Linked DNA regions of Callithrix jacchus: region 1 is linked to region 2. Evidence: chromatin contacts called from public Hi-C data. All regions are on one chromosome and are shown on one strand. The core of a region is the stretch at or near the end of the contact, and the rest is flanking DNA. Distances in the headings are between cores, read along the strand shown.

Evidence for each region. Hi-C and Micro-C count contacts between places; a contact is called where the count stands out from the background.
Region 1: a contact with region 2 is called in a Hi-C map of skeletal muscle, with 4 times the contacts expected there. The contact joins the promoter of CBX7 here to the promoter of CBX6 in region 2. A contact is called at or near these places in 3 of 3 Hi-C or Micro-C datasets (induced pluripotent stem cells and skeletal muscle).

What each region holds. Positions count from the first base shown.
Region 1 is chr1:209,961,996-209,967,869 of calJac240_pri, forward strand. It overlaps CBX7 (chromobox 7), which reads right to left and starts at 3,781. Exons shown (of 6, transcript XM_078341110.1): 1 at 3,300-3,781.
Region 2 is chr1:209,742,987-209,748,654 of calJac240_pri, forward strand. It overlaps CBX6 (chromobox 6), which reads right to left and starts at 2,381. Exons shown (of 5, transcript XM_035273026.3): 1 at 2,287-2,381; 2 at 2,067-2,110; 3 at 1,855-1,920; 4 at 1,644-1,710. The coding sequence starts at 2,355.

The DNA of each region.
Region 1 (5,874 bases), core at 2,531-5,030, 220 kb after region 2:
ACCCTGGCAAGACCCCATAGAAGACTGGCAAACTCTCCACCTTCAGAAGGGGTGGTCAGCCCTTCAGTTGTTAGAAAGTACAGCCATTTGAAACTTTACAGTTATGGTGGCTCATGCCTGTCACCCCAGCACTTTGGGAGGCTGAGGCTAGAAGATCGCTTGAGCCCAGGAAGGAGTTTGAGACCAGCCTGGGCAACATGGTGAGACCCCACCTCTGAAAAAAGGAAATTAGTCGGGCATGGTGGCACTTGTCTGTGGTTCCCAGCTACACAAGAGGATCGTTTGACCCAGGGAGGTTGAGGCTACTGTAAGCCACGTTTATGCCACTGTACCCCAGCCTGCATGATAGAGGCCTCGGTGCCAGACAAAAAAGGTTACAGTCCAACCCCATTCTGTGATAACCTGCTTTCTGCCAGCTAAAACTGACTCTCTTTCTCAGACTGAGAGCTGTTCAGCTTCATGTTAGCTTCTAGAGCCGGACAGACTCCATCTCAGCTTCTTCATATTAGTTATTTCCCACCATTCAGTATGTAACTGTATGTAACTGTAGTGCGAAGCTGGGGCAGGCTGACACTGGGCACCTCCAGGAATGCATTTGCGGATAAGAGGCCGAGTTAAGTGGCACCAGCAGAGCCTGGGAATGCAGGTGCTGTCGAGCGCCCAGAGCCCCCAGTATCTGTAAGTTGTCTGTCTTTCATGACAGCTTTACCCCTTGCACCCGGCACTGTTTCATTTCTCATGTACTGGTTTATCTTTTAAACTTTTGGCTTACTCTGCTTCTGTGAAGTTTGCTTCAGCTAGGTTCCCCTTCCCTTTTACAACTAGGGTCTAAAAGACCACCCAACTTTTTCTTAGGGGCCGAGAGAATTTTGGGCATTAGCTGCCTCTCGGTCACTGGCATAATAAAGGACTCATAATTCAATCTCAGAGTGTGGTGCATTCCTTGACTCGCTCAGGTGCAACAATTCAGTGAGTGAAGCCCCTCCATGCCAGAACTTTAAGACCAAGATATGAAACCTCCTCAGAGAGGCTTTCCCTAGCAACCCTCTCCCATGCTGTCTTCACCGGCACCTTGCAGTTCTATTTCTGCGGAGCACACAGCTCCATCTGAAGGCATCTGTCTGTATCTCCTCATTCACTGTGTGGTGCCTCTGCAGAATGCCAGCTCCCAGAGGGAAGGGATGGATCCCTGGGGCTTACTTAGACTGGTGCCTGGTACATGATAGATCCTCAATAAGTATTTTGAGTGACTGGCCGAAGAAATGATGGTCTCGATCTCTTGCACTACCCTGCGAGCCCCATCGTAGAGGGCGTTAGTGTTGTACCTGCTTCAGGCTACACAGCATGAAAAAGCACTGAGCTTTGTGGAATAAATTCATTCTCTTTTAAGTTGAGGAAACCCTAGGAAAAAGGAAGAGAAGGAGGAACAGCTGCCTCAATCAGAAGAGTAGAACCCCAAGCAGAGTTGAAGGAAGAAAGATGCTCCTGACCACCTTGACCTTCACCCTTGGCCCAAGATGCCAGGACTGAGATTTCTCTATGGAGAAAGAAGATGGGCTGGCAATCAGCCCAGCTGAGCTCCTGCTCTACCTCTCTAACTCGCTGAGTGACCTTGAGCAGGTCACTTCTTCTGCGCCTCAGTTGTTTTTTTTTGAGACGGAGTTTCGCTCTTGTTACCCAGACTGGAGTGCAATGGCACAATCTTGGCTCACTGCAACCTCCGCCTCCTGGGATCAGGCAATTCTCCTGCTTCAGCCTCCCCAGTAGCTGGGACTACAGAAGCACACCACCATGCCCAGCTAATTTTTGTATTTTTAGTAGAGACGGGGTTTCACTTTGTTGACCAGGATGGTCTCGATCTCTTGACCTCGTGATCCACCCGCCTCGGCCTCCCAAAGTACTGGGATTATAGGTGTGAGCCACCACATCCCGCCAAGCCTCAGTTTTTGTCTCTGTTAAATGGGAGGAGGTACCCTAGGGCCCCTCCCAGTCCGCCTGGAGCCTCCCAAAGGGCTGCAGGGAGGAGGAGACAAAGGAAGGACAGTAGTGAGTACCAGGAGAGGAACTTCTCCCCAAGCCTAACCTCCAGCCTTGGGCAAGCCCCCTTGCCAAACAAGTGCACAGGAGGTGTAGACGCCAGGCCGGGACAAAGTCCAGCCCCAACTGTGGGGTTCTGAAACTAGCAGATCAGACACCTCCTTAAATTGCAGGGTGTTATGTTTTGAAGGAGAAGGCAGATGGGATAAGGAGCCTAGGGGATGCCCCATCGCAGGGGGCGGGCTTCTGAGCCCTGGCCGGGCTAGGAGTTGAGGTGGGGTTGGGGCGGGGAAGAAGGATGTGCTCGGGTGGGGGTAGAGGCAACCAGATCGGAGAAGGCCAAAGTCCAGCAGGAGAACTTCTGAGGCCGGAGGAGGCTTTTCCAAAGCTCCACTTACTCGAAAGGACTTGGTGCCAAGCATCCAGAGTCCCGAGTTCAAGACCCAGCTCTGACACTAATGTGCTAGGCAAGTCCTTTCAACTTGGGCCTCAGTCTCCCCATATTTACAATAAAAGGGGAGCGCGGCGGGATGGTGCTCAGGATCCCTATGTCCGATCCCAGTCTCCAGCTCAGGCGAGCTCGGCCACCCCTAACATCCTGGAGAGACAACTTTTATTCTACTCGTCCTACACGGTGGCAGGGAAACTGAGGCACGGACTGGGGAGACGGGCCCAGCAGCGCAGGGCTGCAGGCGCTCCGCGCCCCGCTTTCCCCCTCAGCCCCAGCGTGGACGGAGCGGTGCTGGGGACGGGAGGGACCCCACCGGGGTCCTGGGAGCCGCCCCCGGGCAGCCTCACCTTCCGCACACGCTTCTTCCGGATGCTCTCCACGGCGAACACCTGCTCGCCGATTGCTGACAGCTCCATGCGGGGCGGCAGGGGAGCGGGCCCGGGGCCGGGCCGGGGGCGGAGCTGCGGGGCCGCGGCTGCGGCGCGCGATGCTGGGGCTGGCGGGGTCCCTGTCACCCTCGCCCGGGCGCGCACGCGCGCGCGTACGCGCGCACACCCCCTCGCGCTCCCTCACGCCGCCGACGTTCCATTTTTGAACCTGCGCAACGTTTTCAGCGGCGCCAGCGAGCGAGCGCGCGCAAGGAGGGGGCGGGGCAGGAGCGCGCAGGCCGGCCGCCGGGCTCTGCTCGCGCCCTGTGGGTCAGCCCCGCCCCCGAACCCGGGTCCTCCCCCGCCGTAGCCCCGCCCCGGGATCCGCCCCCCCCGCGTTGCTATTGGGCGGCGCGCCGCGTGCGCCGGGACGCGCGACTTACTTGTCTCGGGCGCCGGCTGGGGCGGGGCGGGGCGGAGGCTCGCGCGTCGCTTTTCGCTGTGTTGCCGGGTCAGGACGTGCTCCTTAATTCCTCCGCGGGCGCCTCACAGCCTCCCGGTGACTGCGAGGGGCCGAAACGGCTGGGCTCTGTGGGGCCGACGACAAAGTCGAGGCTCAAAGCAGGGAGGTCATTTGCCCACCTCCCGCAGCGGACGAGACGGGCCCGGGGCCCTTGAGTTGCCGGAGGGCCGGGACCCAGAAGGCTTCCCACCGTGTCCGGTCGTCGCAGGGCTGAGGTCTCCCTAATCCCGCCTTCGCCGCGGCGCAGTTTGGCCGGCGTCTCCACATCCGTCCGGCCACCCCTTCATCCTCCCCTATGTCAGCCCACCCGACCCTCCAAGGTCGATGCCGAGACGCGCGGGTCAGAAGCGGGCGCTACTGCCTCGAGGGCTCCCAGGCCCGGCCCTGGTTCGCGGCGGAAGCGGCCGCGGTGAGCTGAGGTTCCCCGGGGACGGATTTTGCCGCCGCGCTGCCCCAGCCTCCCCCAGGCCCGCCCGCACTGGGCGCCTGGTGTGTAGTAGGGGCTCAGCCATTTGTGGCACCAGGTCCGACACGAACTCTTGATTCCCCACCCCTTCCTTTTTGGCTAACGCGCCTCCATTCCTCGCGGGGAGCCGGGAGTCGTCCCTGCTCCTTCCTGCACTGCCCGCAACTCCTGGCGCTCAGTCCTCCCCTCAGGGACTCGGGTCGGCCGGCTCTCACCGCCCGGGGGGGGCGTCGCTTCTCTGGACCACAGCAGAGACCTCGCGGAGCTGCCGTCCCTCCGATCTCGGCCACAAAGTGCCAGAGTGCGCGGCTAAAATGCAGATCTGACGGCGTCGCCCTGTGCTGAAAAACTTTCCTCCTTATTCCCCTCAGAATAAAATCCAACACCTCTTTCTGGCACTCAGAAAAAGGGAATAATAGATTCACACCTGACTTTTCATCAAGAAGAACGGAAGCCAGAGAGAAAATAACCATCATCTTAGAATTATATATTCAATGAAAATGTCTTTAAAGGATTATCCGGTATGAAGCAGATGTATCCAGAACGTAGGGGAAATCATGGCACTCAGAAATACAAAAACTTAATAGTCTGCCACTGGCCGACTCTCCGGAGGGAGATTCCAAAGCGGGAACTTCAGGCAGGAGAAAGATGATCCCAGACGGAGCTCTCATGCAACAGGGAATAAAGAAAAATGAAGAACATTGATAGTGTGAAACAATAGCAGTGTCTTCTGGATGAAAACATTTGGAATACACAGCAGTGATGGTATATACTTGGGTGAGTGGAGTTAAAGTGTTTTAAGATCCTTGTATTCTTCAGGAGGAAGGTGAAGATAAGGTTTCAAACACACTGACAGATTGAAGAATCCAGGTTGTCGTTACTGGGATGAACACTGTAGGAGTGGAAATGCAGTGTATATTTATCCAAATGATTGGAGGAGGAAAAAGAATGATCAAACCAACCCAGGCAACCCTAAAGCAGGCAAGAATGGAGAGAAAAATAAATACAAGATGAGGCGGGGATGGCACAAATAGACGATAGCTATAAATTCAGATATTCTGCGATTCAGTAAATGCAAGTGGACTAAATAATGCAGTTTAAATACAAAGATTGTCAGAATGCATACATTGCTACATGCATTTTACAAGATAAATCCGCAAGAGACACTTGCAAAACGTAAAGGTAGTGAAGGTCAAAAGTAAGCACATGGGGGAAAAGTACCATGCAAATGCTAACAAAAAGAAGGCTGGGGCCGTTACGTTAATATCGAGGGGGAAAACATCACTAGAAATAACTAAGGTCACTTCATAATGAAAAGTGTCCAATTCACCAGAAAAAGAGAACAATTCACATTTGTATGCAAATACCATAGTCTTAAAATATAAGAAACAAGAAGAGAGGTAGAGGGAGAGATAGACAATTCCACAATTATAGTGGGAGGTTTTAACACATCCCTCTGTAATTGGTAGGAGAAGACAACAAATATTCAATAACATAGGAGATTAAAACATAATTAATAACTAATGGACTTTCATAGCACACTATCAACAATGGTAAAATTCTTCTCTTTTCAAGACATACAGGATACCTACAAAAACATTTAATTTCAATAAATTTCAAAAGCTTGAAATAACAGTACATTCTCTGACCACAACACATATAAGCCGGAGATGAATAATAAAAAGTTTTCTTCAAAGCCCCATGTGTTTGGAAAGTAAGAAGCACTTTTTTTTTTTTCTTTTCCTTGTTTTGAGATGGAGTTTTTGCTTTTTCGCCCAGGCTGGGGTGAAGTGGCAGGATCTCGGCTCACTATAACCTCTGCCCCTGGGGTTCAAGCAATTCTGCCTCAGCCTCCCTAGTACCTGGGATTATAGGCACCCCCCTTCCCCGGCGAATTTTTGTCTTTTTAGTAGAGACAGGATTTCACCATGTTAGCCAGGTTAGTGTCCAACTCCTGACTTCAGGTGATCCACCTGCCACAGCCTCCCAAAATGCAGGGATTGCAGGCGTGAGCCACTGAAGAAGTATG
Region 2 (5,668 bases), core at 1,131-3,630:
TATCTCATGGGCCGCTGTTCACTTCAGAGTAGCTCCTGGCAGAAAGCGCTGAGTGTAATTTGCTGACTCTGCCATAATGCTTCTCAGGGAGTCCCAGAGCAATGGGTTTGGCCCAAGCTAATCTCCACAGCCCCTCGCAAATATCCACGCCACTCTAAGGCTACCTGTTTCTTAGGGTCCAGATAAAAATGTCCTTCCTTCTATCTGCGTCTCCATTCCCTGCCACACCAACCCTGCAGCTTTCCTAGTTTCCTCTGTGTGTCTGTCTCACCCCCTCACCCCGACATGGACTCCTCAAGGCACCAGCTGAAGAAAAGGAGACAGGATGAGGCCAGCAAGTTGGACCTCAGGTATGTCACTTTCCCTTCCTGGGCCTTGATTTTTTTATCTGTGAAATCGACATAATACTCCTTACTTCCTGGAGCTGTTGAGAGAATTAAAGAAGATAATCCATGCAGGGGGCTCAGCACTGTATTACGCCCACAGCCAGCTCAGGAACTAAAAGAACTATCAAGAAAAAAGGCGTTTTGTCTATCGATGCTCGTGGTCATACTCGCTTCGCCGCTAGAGGGTGCCCCAGCTGCACTAAGAGGCTGTCACACAGCCCATCAGGCTTCCAGCTGCTCCGCCCATCCCCTCCCCAGAAGCATCAGGGTTAAGGTTACTCCCTGGATCCCCTAGGATGTGCGTCGCTTGGGGATGGAGGTTATAAAAATATGGAATTCTGGAAACCAACATTTCTTTCACTTCTGCTTCTCTTCTCTGAAAAGGAGTCCTCCCACAAAGTCATCAGCTGTTGGGTGGGAGGGGGCCTGAGGCATCCGTAGCGCTACAGGGAGACAGGTGGCCCAGTGAGTCCCACTTGCAGCCTTGCCTGTCACCTGGGGTCATCTTGCCCTTCCTTTCCCAGACTCTGTTTTTCCTTGTCAAAACAAAATAAAAACCCAAATCCTCCAAGATGGCTTCCTCTGGAAGTTCTTCCCTCCCTAGCGGAGGCTAATATGCTATGCTCTCACTCCCACACCCCCATCCTCCAGAAATGGCTGGGCTGGCAGTGGGGGAAAACTGAGGCTCAGAGTCCTAAAGATAGTGGCCCAGCCTGGGTGATAAACTTAGAGTGAAGTGATCTGAGGTCAAATTCAAGTTGGATCTCCGAGAAAGGAGGGGAGCCAGGCAGAACAAATCCTGACAGACAGGGACTGGGGGAAGCCAGGGGCAGGGAGGCAGGTGGTCCCCCAAGTCCTCTCCCTGTGCCCTGCCCAGAAGTGGGACCCCACTCACTCTCCCCCTGGGTCCCAACTCCCAGCACAGACCTAACAACTCAAACCAACGCCCCCTTCCCACGCCATCACCCACCTGCCTCAGCCACCCCTTCCTGGAGCCCTACAGGCACCCCCAGACCCTGCTTTCAAGAGGGAGGATTATCCCCAGTCTCGGGACCCTCTTGTTGAAGCTGAAGCTGGCTGAGGCCTGCCATCAGAGGTTTCTCAGGGGGTTCACAACCACCCCCTGCCCAGCTGGGGCCCCTCTGGAAAGGCCCGCCCGCTTGGGCGGCAGCCGATCTGTCCCTCCCTTCCAGGCCCCGTGCTGTTCCGGGGCTGGGGGCCCGAGAGGGGGATGCTGCTGGGGCTAGGCCAGGTTACCTTCAGGAGGAAAGTTTTGGGTTTAGGTCCCCTCTTCTTGGGTCCATACAGCTCACGCTCCCTCTCCCTGTGGCCGAAAAACACGAGAGGTTAAACAGAGCCCCTTCCCGGGCCCCATTCGCGCTGCCCTTCCCGGCTCTCCCGCTTCCCCGCGCGGCGCCCCAGCTGAGCCTCGGCCCCGCCGCCCCTGCCAGCTTCCCCAACAACTCACTTTTGCTCGAAGGCTGCAATGAGCCGCGAGTCCAGGATGTTCTCCTCCGGCTCCCAAGTGCTGTACCTGCCGAGTCACACACGCACAAAATCAGGATGAAGACCAGAGAGGGACAGCACGCGGCGAAGAGCAAGCGCGCGCACCCCCCCACCCCAGGCCCCGGTGCCCGCTGCCTCCTCTCCCGCGACGCCCCCGGACCCCGCAACACTCACTTGATCGCCCACCCCTTCCATTTCACCAGGTACTCGATGCGTCCCTGAAAAACAGAGAGGAGAAAAAGGGGGATGGGGGTGGGGAGGATGCGGGGACGCGAGGAGGCGGCGGCGCGGGGCTGGGCGAGGGAGCCGGGCTAGCGGGACCGCTTCGCCCCGAAGGCCCCCGGCCCCGGCTCCGGCTGCGGACAGCGGCGGCCCGCCCCGGGCGGCGGCTCACCTTTCGGATCCGCCGTTTGATGATGGATTCGGCCGCGAAGACCCGCTCGCCCACTGCAGACAGCTCCATCTTGCTCAGCGGCACCCACAGCCCATAATACTCCCTGCGCCCGCGGCCGGTGCGGCACCGCTCGCGCACGCGCCGCAGCGCCCAGGCCCCGGCGGGCGGGTGCGCGGCGGGGCGCGCGCTCGCGTTCCAGCTGCGGGCCGTCACGTGACCCTCGCGGCCGGCGCGCGGTTGCCAGGACCTCCCCCTCCCCCGGGGCGGTTGCCAAGGAAAGTCGGCGCTCGCGGGGCGGGGGCGCGCGCTGGCTCTTAAAGGAGCCGCGCCGGGGGCGGGAGCCGCGGCCGGCAGACCGGGTGGGTGCCCGGCTAGTGGGCGCGCTGCGGCCTTACGCTTATCACTCTCCCATCTGGCGGGCGCCGGATCGCCGACAGCCTCTCCTCGCCTCTTAATCCCCACGCGAGTGTCGCCAGCCCCGGGCGGGGAAGGGCGGTGTAGCCCGAGTCTCTCCGCCGTCGCGCGTCTCCCGCAGCAGCCTGGGAAGAGTTAAACGTGATGCAGCAGAAATGCAGTCGCTGTTGCCTTGCCAGCCCGCGGGAATTTCTTTAAAACATCGCCCCCCATCCATTATTTATGTATTCGTGGGAGTGTGGTTTTGTAACCAGTTCGGAAGAGTTAAAACAAAAACGCCACCGCGGAAAAGGGGTGTTCGGCCAATGGGGCCGAGGGAGGCCGGGGTGACCGTGGGCATCTGTCCGCGGCCGGGGTCTCGGGCGACACCTGCCCTCGCCCAGGAGACCGGGGAGGACTCGGCGGAGACGTTGTGGCCGTGGGCGAGGGAGAGGGACCGCGGGCAGGAACGGGCTCCCGGCACCGCACCTCGGGCCCACAGCGGGTCGTCATCTGGTCATTCGGCACAAGCCACCTTCGCGGACCTATCTGTGTTTTCCGATTCCCAGCAGCCCCTCCCGGCCCGCGGACCCGGCCGCGTCCCTCTCCCGGCCCGCAGCTCCTCGAAGCTTCCGCCATTGCTCTGGGGACCCCAGCTTCCTACTTGGGGTGGAGCGCGGGATCCAGCCGGGGCTGTCCGGGAATGGACACACACACAATAGCCCTGCCACGTGAAATGCTCTTTTTTTAAATGTTGAAATTACTTATTTCGCATTATGTTAGTAGTCTTTTTCTTTGTAAAACCATTTAAAAAATACAGATTAAAAAGCAACTGCCCATAACCCCCATAAAACCATTGTTAACCTCTCCACCAGTCTTCCGGCCTCTGCTCCACGCCTACATGAACTCCCCTACACCTGTATACGTATGTATAGGTAGACGTATATGTGTATGTCTATGTGTGTATACACACATACATTGTCCGTAGACTTAATCTTTTAACAAAATGGGATCACGCTGTTCACACTGTTCTGCTTTTCTCCCTTAATGCTGTAAAGTGGACATCTTTCAGTGTCATTAAATACAGTTGTCACCATCTTTCACTGAGCACCTTGGGGCTGAGACGGGGTGAGGACTAATGGGGAAGTCGAAATCAGGGTTGTGTCTTGCGAACATCACTGGTTCATTAGGAAAGAATTTTAGATTTCTGTGCTACCATGCCAATTCTTGGGTTCCAAATCCACCATATCAAAATGTTAGTCTTTTCATCCCTGCAGATTTGTCCCATCATTACCTGGAGAGAAATCCCTCTCCTCATTTAAAATCATGTGTTCCAGGGAAACAGCTATTTGCTGGCCAGCCCAAGGTGAGCTGCTGCCTTCCTGGGAGACGTGGGTGGTGGATGGGCAGGTGAGTGGAGTGGGTATGAGAGAGAGAGTGTGTCTGTATGTTCAGGCTGAGGGAGACAGGAGGGGATGAAGCAGGTGTGTCCATTTGTTGATTCATCAAGCAGTGTGTGAGCCCTAGTGAAGCCCCAGGCTTTGTGTGAAACCATCAGGAAACACTGGCTGAGGAGCTCTCAGTGGGGTGAGAAAGGCATCTGTCACACAGTGTGACTAATGCTAGAATAAAGGTGTAGGAATTTCTCGTTGCTGCTGTCACAAATTAACACAAGCTCGGTGGCTTAAAATGACTCAAATTTGTTATCCGATGACTCTGGAGGCGGGAAGTCCCAAATCAGTGTTAACTGGGCCAAAGTGAAGGTGTCCTCAGGGCTGGTCCCTTTTGGAGGGTCCAGGAGAGTATCTGTTCCATGCCTCATCCAGCTTCTAAATGTTGCTGGCATTTCTTGGCTCATGGCTTCATCATTCAAATCGATGCTTCTGCGATCACTTCCTGCCTCCTTTTTTTTTTTTTTTTTTTTTGTTTTTGAGATGGAGTCTCTCTCTGTTGCCCAGGCTGGAGTGCAATAGTGCGATCTCGGCTCACTGCAACCTCCGCCTCCTGGATTCAAACAAACAATTCCTGCCTCAGCCTCCCGAATACCTGGGATTACAGGCATGCACCACCATACCTGGCTAATTTTTGTATATAGTAGAGATGGGGGTTTCACTGTATTGGCCAGGCTGCTCTGGAATCCTGACCTCAAGTGATCTGCCCTCCTCAGGCTCCCAAAGTGCTGAGATTACAGGCATGAGCCAATGCACCTGGCCTCTGCCTCCTTTTATAAGGACTCTTGTGATTACATTGGGTCTGCCCAAATAACTGAGAATGACCTCTCCATCTCAACCTCCTTATCTTAATCAGATCTGCAAAGTCCTTCTTACAATAGGGTAACATGGATGGAATGTAAGGTATCCTATCCACAGGTTCTGGGGGTTAGGACGTGGACATCTTTGGGTGAGGCATTATAAGCCTACCATTAAGAGTCTGTACAGGATGCCTTGGGAGTGGACGTAGGAGCAACCTATCACCTGAAGGTGAGGCTGGGAGGTAGTGGGCTTCTCAGAGGTGGAGACCTTTGATATGGGGCTGGAAAGACAAATGGAAATTGGCCTGCGAGTGAAGAATGGGAAGGGAGGCCTGGGTGGAGGTGTCAGCTTGAACAAGCACATCAGAGCATGATGGAAAAGAAGTCTGCTATGGCATGGGTTGGGGGAGTACAGCAAAGGATGGGACGGGAAAGATGGGTTGTGCCTAACTTGGGAAGGGCCTTGAATGCTGGGTAGGTTTGGACTTTGTCTCAGGCGGTGGAAAGCATGAGGGACTTCTTTTTTTTTTGAGATGGAGTCCAGGCTGGAGTGCAGTGGCTCAGTTTTGGCTCACTGCAACCTCCACCTCCCGGGTTCAAGCGATTCTCCTGCCTCAGTTTCCCAAGCGGTTGGGACTACAGGTGTGTGCCACCATGCCTAGCTAATTTTTTGTATTTTTAGTAGAGACGGGGTTTCATCATGTTAGTCAGGATGGTCTCCATCTCCTGACCTCGTGA